Linked DNA regions of Capsicum annuum: region 2 is linked to region 1. A link is a contact called in public Hi-C data. All regions are on one chromosome and are shown on one strand. Each heading gives the region's core, a stretch centred on a gene start, on an enhancer-like site or on the middle of the called end of the contact. The rest is flanking DNA. Distances are from core to core; before and after follow the strand shown.

Evidence for each region. Hi-C and Micro-C count contacts between places; a contact is called where the count stands out from the background.
Region 2: a Hi-C map of leaf shows a contact between it and region 1, with 2.0 times the contacts expected there. The contact joins the promoter of LOC107850820 here to the enhancer-like site in region 1. A contact is called at or near these places in 3 of 5 Hi-C or Micro-C datasets (leaf and placenta).

The regions. Positions count from the first base shown.
Region 1 is chr12:198,961,239-198,967,022 of UCD10Xv1.1, forward strand. LOC107870840 (ethylene-responsive transcription factor RAP2-12) reads left to right here. Exons shown (of 2, transcript XM_016717507.2): 2 at 2,369-3,553. The coding sequence ends at 3,249. Among protein-coding and RNA genes, the nearest start is that of LOC107870840, 6.5 kb to the left of the region's middle. Within about 2 kb of position 3,558, at least 5 of the 5 cell types and tissues checked have an H3K27ac peak or open chromatin away from gene starts, as enhancers often do. A contact at or near this core is called in leaf, where this site is marked.
Region 2 is chr12:199,007,554-199,013,760 of UCD10Xv1.1, forward strand. LOC107850820 reads left to right here and starts at 3,436. Exons shown (of 13, transcript XM_016695588.2): 1 at 3,436-3,696; 2 at 4,999-5,058; 3 at 5,163-5,341. The coding sequence starts at 3,577.

The sequences.
Region 1 (5,784 bases), core at 2,308-4,807:
AGATTTTTTTTTGGGAACCCTAGGATAGCCCGTAGCTGCTACAACCTCTAAGAAAGACTTTTGAAACATGTTTGATCTAAAATATGTCATTTATAATTGTGTGGTTGTAAATGATAAAATTAGAACTGTAAAGTTAAATTGTTACTTAAGGTTGACTAGAAAAGGAAAAAAAAGGCAGCCCGACGCACTAAAGCTCCCGCTATGCGCAGGGTCTGGGGAAGGGCCCCACCACAAAGGTGTATTGTACACAGTCTTACCTTGCAATTTCTGCCAGAGGCTGTTTCTAAGGCTTGAACTCGTGACCTCGACTATTAAAAAAAAAAGGAAAGAGCGACATAAATTTGGATAGGAGACCAGCTAAGAATGTGGCTTAGTTGTCAATGAAATCGGTTGCAATGATTTTCCCATTTATCGTAGCCTCAGTTGATAAAATTGCCTAGCACCTGTTGCTGGTAGAAGGTGGTAGGTATCTCGTGGAAGTAGTTGATGTGCGAAAGCTGACCTGTACACCACGATTACAATAACAGCATACCTAGTGGGATGTCCCAAAGAGTGGGGCTTGGGGAGAGTAGAGTCTATGCAAGCCTTACCACTAGTCCACTACCTCTTGGAGGTAGAGATGCTATTTCCGAAAAACCCTCAACTCAAATAAAGCATGTCAAAGCAGTAATTAAAAAGAAAAAAAGGTATGACGAGAGAAACATGACAACTAATATCTAAGCAGAGCTAAGCATATATACAAAGAACCGTAGCATCAACAAAAAGGTGCGATCACCTAAATGTTATAAACAACATATGATATCAGATACCAAAGTCCTAAGGCTATAGGAATAGGCTAATACTACGACAAACCCGGTGCTCTACACTACCACCAAGCCAATTACAAGAATAGGCTAATACTAAGACAAAGTTGAACTGTTTATTAACTTTCTAACCTTATCCACGACTTCCATACCCTCCTATCTAAAGTCATGTCCTCAGTAAGTTGAGTAAGTTGAATATGTGTCATATCCCGTCTAATCACCTCTCCCTAATACTTCTTCGGCTTACCTCTGCCTCTTTTCGCCCCCAATATTTCCAACCTCTTGCATCTCTTACACCATGATCATCCAAAAAAAGATTGGGGTGGGAGTACATCTTAAAAGTTTTTTTTGTTTTCTGTGAATGAAATTTACTCAAGTGGAGTGAAATAGATATATTGAGGATTAATATAGTGTATCTTAACTAGTTTCAAATTTGGAATAAAGTGTGGTATTTGTCTTATTTCTGGGTTGGATGGATCTTTTTCTTCTTCGGGCTGAAGTTTGAGCATTTCTGAGGTTCTGCTATGTTGTTATTGGGTAAATTTTTTCTTATATTCATTTATTCTTCACTTGAGTTAGTTCGACTATTGGCTATTCTTTGGGCTTGGAGATGTTTGGTTCTGTCAGAAAAGTTGAATTTAGCATGAAATGCTACTTAAGTCGAAAATATTGGTATTCCATTTGCATTTAGCATATGACTATTCTTTGGGCTTGGAATGCTTTTCCTGTTTTTGCCAAAAATGCTGAATTTAGCTTGAAATGGGTCCAAATTATTAGTTTTATTGAAATTATTGGTATTCAATTTATGTTGATGGCTGCTCATCTAAGCAAAGAAGATGACTTTATCTGGAGTGTCGAACAAGAAGCCAAGATGCTATTTTCTCCATTATTAACTGGAAATATAGAAAAAAAATTCAGATAGAAGATGCTCCTTAATTTCTTTAGGGCTCTATAGTAAGTTCTTATTTGGTGTATGAAAGTTTCATGGTGTGTCGTGACTGTAAACATAACTATATGGCTGGGACGCTGGGTATGGATCTAAGATTTTAGCTAGCTTCAGTTGTATTTGAGTTTCTTCTTAGCCCAATTTGATGGTTTGCTTAATCTAACAAATTCTTCAAATTCTTTTGTTAGATTATCAAGATTCATGTGATCTGTTTATTTGGATTAGAAGTCTCTGTTCAAACACAATTTGGTTTTGAAATAGGTACTCGCAGAGCAGGTTCCCCGGATTATGATTCCTCTGCCTGTTGGGTTTGGCTACATGATGCCTACAGTAAAAATCTAAGGTCTTAGCTTGCTGTGTTCTTTTCTAAGTTTCGTGTAAATGAGACTAAGGAACATGTTCTTTATTAGTGTAGTTCGATCAAGATACCGGGAAAATTTTGGGAGAACTTGGCTTGATAATATTGTAAGCAATTATGGAACATGTTATGTGCACGTTGTTTCTCTGGGTTTCTCAATTTCTTATTCATTGTTATGTCATTGTGGTGATGGATTGCTTCTTGCAAATTGTGGTGCTATTGTGGATGAGTGAGGCACTTATTTTATTTCATATGTGGAAGGATCCAAATCATTGAATTCTGTTGATTCAAACAAGGAAATTGAGAAGTCTTCCAAGAGAAAGAGGAAGAATCAGTATCGGGGAATCAGACAGCGTCCTTGGGGTAAGTGGGCAGCTGAAATACGTGATCCACAGAAGGGAGTCCGCGTCTGGCTCGGAACTTTCAGTACTGCAGAAGAAGCTGCCAGAGCTTATGATGTTGAAGCTCGGAGGATCAGAGGCAATAAAGCTAAGGTAAACTTTCCTGATGAAGCTCCAGTTCCTGCCCCAAGGCAAGCTGCTAAGGTAAATCCTGAGAAGGTTCTTTCTGATGAGAGTTCCAACCCAGTTCTGTCCGACACCGCGTTAATGAATTTGACTGATGGATGTTGCAACAACCTGGGCTTTTTTGAAGAGAAAACGAAAAAACTGTATGGCTATAAAGTTTTGCGCACTACTACTGTAAATATGGGACCTAACTCATATGTCCCTCCACCTGCTGCTGGTGTTTACTTCAATTCTGACCAAGGAAGTAACTCATTTGACCCCTCCGACTTTGGTTGGGGAGAAACGTGTTCCAGGACTCCAGAAATATCATCTGTTCTGTCAGCTGCTATAGAATGTGATGAAACTCAATTTGTTGAAGGTGCCGATGTGGAGGTGAACCTAAAATCTTGTTCCAACAATTTGGTGCCCGATGATGGAAACACTGCTAACAAGCCACCTGAAGAATTTCCAGCTTTTGAATCCCAGATGAAGTTCTTTCACACCCCATATCCGGAAGCAAATTGGGATGTATCAGTTGATGCTTTCCTTAACGCAGATGCATCTCAGGGTGGCGAAAATGCTGTGGACCTTTGGTCCATTGATGAACTTTCTTCTTTAATGGGAGGTGTCTACTAAGCTAAGAATGCGCTATGTGAATAAGGCTTCACATGAGTTGAGGTTTGCTTCATCTTTCGCCTCCAAGGAACTCTTATGTTCTGGAGGATGATGGCAACCATTCAAGCATGTTTAGGGCCCATGAATGGTATGCTCAGTGGGTGTTTTGGTTATTGACCATTAGACCAATTAGGTTATTAACAACTGTAGACAACAAGCTGAAGATTTTAAATTTTGCATCCACATGTGGATGATAATTGATGAGTCCAAATGCTTTATATGTCGGCTTGGTTATTTTACTATTGCAAGTTGCTTTCACATGGTACATTCTGTTCTATTCAACCTTACGTCCAAATATTATTACTTCTCCAAGCCTCCTCCGTCCATGCGTGATAAGTTGTGTCCATTGGTTATAGATACTAAAATGTTGAAAATGTTGTTGTAGTTGCTAAAGAAATTTCAACATTTTACTCTACTATCCGCTTAGCCTGGGGAATAGAGCGAAGAAAAGTCGCTCTCGATCGAGAACTACTAGTAGGGGAGGGAGAACCTTATCCCAGAATAAATTTGTCCTTTCACTAGGATTCTAACGTAAGGCTTGCCACTCCATCGCTCTTCAACGCAGACACAATCTTTGGAGAAAGATTTATAGCTTCAGTGAAAAAGGTGGTGGTTTTACACTGCAGCCAAATTAACAAAGCGTATCTGTTGAAGAGTTACCTTCTGTGAGAGTGCAGAAAAGTGGAAAGGCCGAAAAGCTCATATTTTGGGCCTATAATATATCAGCTAGAATGGTTTGACCTTAACGGCCCGGTGTACCAAAGTGTCCATTATGTGCGGGTTTGGAGAAAGGTCGAATCACAAGGATCTAACGGATGCAAGCTTACCTTGAATTTTGCAACCTCTTGTCACATGGCAACAACTTCACTATAAAGGCTTCCCTTCCTCACTATTTGAATAATCAAAAGAAGCTTTAATTTTCCAGTACTAAGATTTATATTTTTGTTAAATAATTATTGCATACTTCCTCACTATTTGAATAATCAAAAGAAGCTTTAATTTTCCAGTACTAAGATTTATATTTTGGTTAAATAATTATTGCATAATTTTTTTTCATGTTGAAACAATTCTGAAATAAGGAAATTTATATAAGTAGAATTCTATTCGATTTATATCCCTAAATATTTGGAGTTTCTAAAAAAAACAAGGAAAGATTTTAATATCTAATAGTTTTAATTAATTATAGAAGTTTAAATGTTAAATAAATAATTACATGACAATTATGTCATATATAAAATTGTTCTCCTACATACCAGTCACAATAAAGTTGCGGGCAGCTGATGATCGACATGTCTGTTTCAACTGTTTCAACCATAATTTTACTATATCATTCCTGATTTATTATTATTTTTTCTACATACTACTTCAAAAAATTTAGTAATATTTTCTGTTTTAATTACTTATTTTACTTGTTTTTAATTTCATTATACATTTGAAAATTAAATAAAAAAATTATAAATTACGATAATTAAAAAAATTATTATAAACACAATAATTAACAAATTATAATATTCTTATATCGGTTAATTTTGTACTTTCTTTTTAATTCATTATTATATTTAAAAATTACATTGAAAGTATTATAAATCACAATAACTAATAAGTTAAAATATACTTATATGAATTTCATTGATCTAAACAAAACATATAAAATAATGATTGTATATGTAAGAATCAATTATTTTATTATATATTACTAGATTTTTATTTTATATATATATATATATATATATATATATATATATATATATATATATATATTTACTACTATATAGAAGAGGTAATGTTAGGACGATCAAGGGCAAAGGTGTAAATATATACATTATTGAGGGCAAGATGGTCAATATGTCTGACTTGATATTTACCTATCTTTCTCACAAAATCAAACCGATGATTCTTTTGCCGACTCTTATCTACGTTTTCTATTTTTCTTAATCAATGGATCTGTCAACTTCTTCTTTTTCTTCTATTTCAACATCGTCATGATCGTATTTTTTATTTTCTGGCATAGTTCGTGGTCATTCTTAATAGTGTCAACATGCCTAATAGAAAAATCGATCGCCGCTTTCGGTGATGCTGACTGTGTTTCTGTTGGTGGACCTATTACTGCGAAAAAGCAATTCCGTGGTGTAATGTTTAAGTATGGTCCTAAACTAATTTAGATTTGTTCTTGAGTTCCAAGTTCTCTTTTATTGTGAAAATTGGATTTTGTATACTTCTTCTTCCTTTTCAACATCTTCATCGTCTTTTTAGTTTTCCGACATAGTTCGATGTCGTTCTTAATAGTGTCAAGATGTCTAATAGAAAACTAACTTTTTCAGTCAAAAAATAAGGTAAGCGGGTCCATTGTAAAATCACAATTTTACCTTGCATTTTAGCATGTAACCAAACGGGCGTTAACTTTTAATGGACAAGGTAATCACCTGTGTTACCCTTGTCCATTTTGATATTTTTCAATTTTGATATGCCACTTTAAAATTTTTAATAAAAAAACTT
Region 2 (6,207 bases), core at 2,186-4,685, 46 kb after region 1:
CCTTATCTGCAGCCTGGGTTGGAGAATGCACTCCAACCCCACCCCCCTTTGGGCTAAGACCCTCATATCCAAGTATGGCACTGGGATAAAGGCCACCAACACAGGCTTAAGGACATGGAACAACATCACAAAATGCTGGAACATGTGCAGAGATGCTCTATTTTGGGCTATCAAGAATGGGGATAAGGTCAGGGCTTGGGATGATAGATGGGTACCTGGAATGCCTCCCCTATCTGCTATTATCCTTGGGCCCTTAAATAACCCTCTGAACCCTAACATGGTTAAGGATGTCTGGAGGAAAGGTAATTGGAACCTCAGCTCCCTACCCTATGACCTTCCTCCAACCATCACTCATAATATCCGTAGTGCTTTCCTCCAAAGTTCTCACTTAAACCATGACACCCCCCTCTAGAGACTCACTGGTGATGGCACCTTTTCTTGCAAGAGTGTCTATCACTACATCACCAACCTGAAAAAGGTCCCTAACAGGAATCACACTTCCTATTACTGTATTTGGCACCTCCACGTCCCCAACAAGATCAAAACCTTTATGTGGCTCTTGCACCATAACAACCTCCCAACTAGAGTCACTCTTTCCAAAAGGGGCCTGTCTCTCCTTCAACTTAGATAATGAGGACCAGCACCACATTTTCTTTGGTTGCAACACTGCCAAAGCCTTTTGGCTTAACCTTATCCATAAATATAAGGGAAACCTCTATCTCCACCTATCTACGTTTGACACTAATAACTAGTCTTCCACTTGGAAAACTCTTAGCAAAGACTCCTTTGACACCAACACTCCCTGGGGTACTCTCCTATCCTTTTTCTTATGGCACCTTTGGAAAGTTAGAAATGCTTATAACTTCCAAGACTCAAAACTCCCCCCTAGCTTCAGCATCCCCTATGCGGAAGCGGTGGAGTATCACTACTTGGGAAACCCCACAAACCATCACCCTGCCAATGTCACCTGTGTGAAGTGGCTACGCCCAACCCCTAACACCTACAAGCTGAACACTGATGGTTCATGTCTTGTGAACCCGGGGAAAGGGGGAATTGGATGGGTTTTTAGGAATAGCAGAGGAAACTGTGTCCTTGGCTTCAGCAAGAGTTTCACTTATGCCACTAACAACCTTATAGAGCTTCTTGCTCTCAAAGAGGGTTTCCAACTAGCTTTGGATCACAACTTGCAACCCTTAGATGTGAGCATTGACTCTATGAAAATAATTAACATGTTGTACCAGGGAAACTTGCTATATGATTCAATTATTTATGCATGCAGGTCTCTACTAAGGAGCTTGGGGAATTCTCCGGTCTACCACACATATCGGAAACAGAATAGAGTAGCGGATTGGATGGCTAAGCAGGGATCAAAGCAAAAGTTTTTGGATAAAATGCATATTTTTGTAACTCCGCCTGTTAATGTAAGAGTAATCTTTTGGGAGGACTTTACGGGCAAGTCCTTCCCACGAGCTACAAATTGTAATGGGCATTCAATGCCCAGTGTTTACTATTTTGAGCCTGGCTAGGCTGTTTCTCTTGTAAAAAACTCTTTTATTAATGCAAATCTCCCCTATTTACCGAAAAAAAAAGAATTGGTGAAAACTAATGTGGGCCATTAAATAAACAACAACAATGTGAGCCTAATAAGCAGCAACAGCTGCATATGCAAAAATTGGGCCCATTAAATAAACAACAACAATGTGAGCCCAATAAGCAGCAGCAGCTGCATATGCAAAAATTAAGTATAGATAACATAAATACCAACCCTTTTGAAAGTAATTACACTCTCTCCCACTTTTTTAATTACTTTACTCTCTCTCCCCATTAATATACATAACATAGCCGACATAAACATAACATTTTGTGTATATGTTGGGATTTTTGTAATAGGTTTAGGGAGTTGGGATTTTTTGTAATATTGAAAATACAAGTTGTGTATTTGTATAATTTTTAGAAAAATTAAAAATTGGTACAGAGTCTCGAACCACAGACGTGCAACATAAAATAACAAACATTGTCCACCAAGCCAATTAACTCTATACTAAGTAAAGTACACAGCTGAAATAGACATGTTGACGATCTGGTGTGTGCTTTCCGTCTTATTAGTAATCTTCTAAAAACAATTCATTCAAGATGAAAAATCTTTTATGACAACACATACTAAAATTATTACTATCACTATATAATATGTGTATTTTTTTTAGTAGAAAAATTAATATATGATGCACCAACAAATAAATACTAAAGAGTAAAAGTAAATGTTCGATATTTTCTAATGAATCAAAATGTTGCAACAATTCTCTTCATCTACTGGGTCTTGATACTATTGAATGGGAAGTCAACATTTTTTTTTTAAAAATAAATAAATTATCTGTAATTGTTCAGTTAGTCTTTTTTTTTTTTTAAAAAAATAAATTATCTGTAATTGTTCACTTAAGTTTTAGTAATAAAGTGATACAGATTTCCCAAGTGATACAGTTATACTTTCTAAGATCTAAGAAATCAACATTTAATTAAGACCGATCTACTAGGCTAAGGCCTTTGAACATAAACCAAGTAATTCTTGTAAATATTGAACTATTATTTCCAAATTAATTTATTTTACCATTTATTCAGCGTTTTAAGTTTAGCTTGAAATATAACATTGAAGTTGAAAAACTTGTTTGAGCAATATTTCAATGTAATATGAGTATGATATTGAGTATTTACTCATAAAGCTTCTTCGACTAACTTCACATACTACTGAGATGACTTGTGACAGAATAGTTGTGATCCTTTGATTCTTAATTAAAAGATCTTGAAGATGAAAAAGATGTAAATTAAACTTTTCGTAAATTCAAATTTAATCGAATACATAAAACAAAACTTCAAATAGTAATTGTTTAAATGTTCAATTAAACATTGTCCAAACGTGAACGGAAGCAATATATAGCCAACATAAATTTGTGGTGGAATAGTTGGGTACCTCCACCTTTTGATAAGACGTCTCGGATTCGAATTTAGATATAAAAAAATGGAACTCTTTGTTAAATAGATTTTTTAAGTGTATTTTTTAATTAAATGGACCAAAAAATTTTTTATTTAGGAAAATAATCTATTTTTGAGACAAATTTATTATTTGTCTAACAATCTGACATATGGAAGATCAATTATTTGTCCGACAGATATATAGACAGATTTGTTATCTATCCGACAAATGAGAAAATAAAAATAGGTCATTTTGCTAATTGAAAACTTGAAGAGGGCAGATCATTTTGCTAAATGAAAATTTGAAGAGGCTTAATTGCCAAATTTTCACTAAAAAAATCATGTTAAGAGTGTTTCAATGCACGATCAAGATATAATCTTGTTTCAATGCAAATATCGAATACCGAATTGAAAATAAAATAAGAAAAAAGGAATAAATAGAAAAGAAATCACCATTGATAGCAAAGTCACCTGCTCTAGCTAAAAGTCCAACTAATATAAAGTGTAAAAATAGAAACTTGTTCAGTTGTCTATTCTCTGTGCTTTGCTTTGGGATCTACAAGAAAATGGAGGTAGAGAGAGTTAGCAGTAGGTAATTGATGAGCTAAGATGTTGAAGTTAGCAGCTTTCTTGAGCTTAATTTGGGCATTGACTCTCCTCTATGGAGAGATGTTCTCTTTTTGGCTCCCTTTTCTCTCCTGTTCTTGGCCTCCTCCTCCTCCTTCCATGGTAATATTCCAACTTTGCTGAAGTTAGCAATTCACTTGACTTGACTTTATCTTTACTTGAGCTAGATTCAAGAAGCACAAACCCCCACCCAAATCATTTCTTTCTCATTATTCCACGGTAAAGTTCCAAAATTTGATGTAGGAATTCACTTGACTTTATCTTTGTTGCGCTAGATTCAAGAACCATCCCCCCACCCCACCCCCTGTATTATTCTGATTTTGGATGAAATGTTTCTTATTCCATGATGAAGTTCCAAACTTTGATAAAGTGGGAATTCACTTGACTTTATCTTTCTTTGAGCTAGATTCAAGAATCCCCCCCCCCCCCCCCCTCCATTTCAATTTGTTCGGCGTATTTGACTTGACACGAAGTTTAAGAAAGTTAAGAACAACTTTTGAATCTTGTCATAAAAAATTAAAGATATGTCAAATGTATCAAAATACACTTTAATCTTGTGGAATATTATTCTATTTTCGGATGAAATGGACAATGGACAATGTTCAGTTGCAATTGTGCTGGGATTTTGAGGGGTTGTGGTGATGTTGAAGAAATGATTTTCTTTCTTCTTTTAGTTAAATAGTGATTAAGCTTTAGTTATTGTGAAATGGTTCCCATTTTGTTAATCTGCTGTGGGAATCAGTTATAGATTTATTCAGATCAGGAATTACTCAGCATTGACTGCGTTGACCAATAGAGAAGAATTTGTTCTTCCAGTTTTATCTGTGAATTAGTGTATGCAATTGAACTCAACCTTGTCAACTGTCATCATCTTCAGTTTCCTTTCCACCCTTAGTATTAAATAACTACATAAAGTAGTAGTAATCAAACTTAGAGTTTCAAAGCATTATTAATAACGTAAGTTTAGTTAAATACATCTCTAACTAAAGCTTTCTTAAGGGATGTGGCAGGTTAACAGGGGCCAAATAATATGAAACGGACGGAGTAGAAGATAGTTGGCCTTTCGTTTTATGCTTGCGCACTGCTTCCTATTGCATTTATGCTACTTGCAGTCTTGCTTATTCATTGAGAATACAAGTCTATCAAAGGCCCCTGATTAATTCAGATCTAACAAGGGGCTGGCATTCTTAGATAATTAAAATGAAAATGAAAGAAATCTATGGGAAAGCTAATTTATTATTACATGTGTAAGTGGTGGATAACTTATAAGTACATGTATAAGTGGTGGACTTCGTATACTAGATACTTCAAAAACTATACTAACAGCTTTTCCTACTTGGTGTGTGCTAAAAATACATACTAAGACACTCAGGCATGCTAACACTTTTTCCCCCTTGATTTTAGACGGATGGGGTAGATCATCAACGTGACTATGTGAAAATTGCTGTTTTGACTGATCCTCAGGTATTCCTTCTGAAAATAGTGGTGACTTTACTGTGCTTATCTTTATATGTTGTGTGCTTTGACATTTTGATTTCATATTCACAACATATTTTATATTTTGACAGCTCATGGATAGAACCTCTCTTCGTCTTGCCCCGAAATCCCTTGCACTTGAAGCTGCTCAGTTCTATACAGATTTGTATATGCGCAGGGCATTCCTGTCATCTATTTTACCTTCCGAACCAGATGTAATTCTGTTTCTAGGTGATTATTTTGATGGTGGGCCATTTCTGTCAGATGAAGAGTAAGTACTAAGTTGTGTATGCTTTATGTTTTGTCTGGAAATTTTTCTCTCCTAAAAAAGTGTAACTACTTTATGGATGAAGATCGAAACATAGCTTTGATAAACAAGATTAGCTAAAAAAGTTAAACTACTTTATGGATGAAGATCGAAACCTAGCTTTGATCAACAAGATTAGCTTCCCATGTATAAATAATACGCCCTTTGATTGAATCATAAGGACCTACTTCAATTTTGACTCTATCCCCTAGCAGTATCCGTAGGCCGCAAAAAAGGGGTTTAAATGACTCTCAATGGATTGAAATGACTTTCAATAACTTTCAACAATCTTCTTAAGCGTACGGGGCTTTAAATTGTGAACTTACAATAACAAACTGCATAATTCAAAATTCAAACAAACAAAAACATCTCTAACATCTTAAACAACCTAACTAAAATTCAAAATTCAAATTCACCCTAAATATAGATAACTTATTGGACTAAAAATTATTGCAGTAACTAAATGCAAAATTTCAACACTCCTCTTTGCTTTAGTTATTGCAATTTAAAAACTGCTGCTCCTCAGTTTTCTTCTGGCAGTTGATGCTAAATTTTTCATGGTTATTTTTGAACTTGCACATTTTTTGGATATCAATCTTCCTCTTTTTCTTTCTTTTTCTTCCTTGGGTTTTCTGCTTAAAAAACATCTTCCATGACATTGTCTTGTGTAGAATCTCTTTAGAAAGTGTTTTTATTTGGACAATTGTAGGATTTACAAAATGATGTTGCAAGTATTTTTCTTCCATCACAACAACAAATATGACATAGATTATAAAGTATGATTTCATTTTCACTAACCAAATTTGATAAGTTTTGTTAGTGAAATTTTC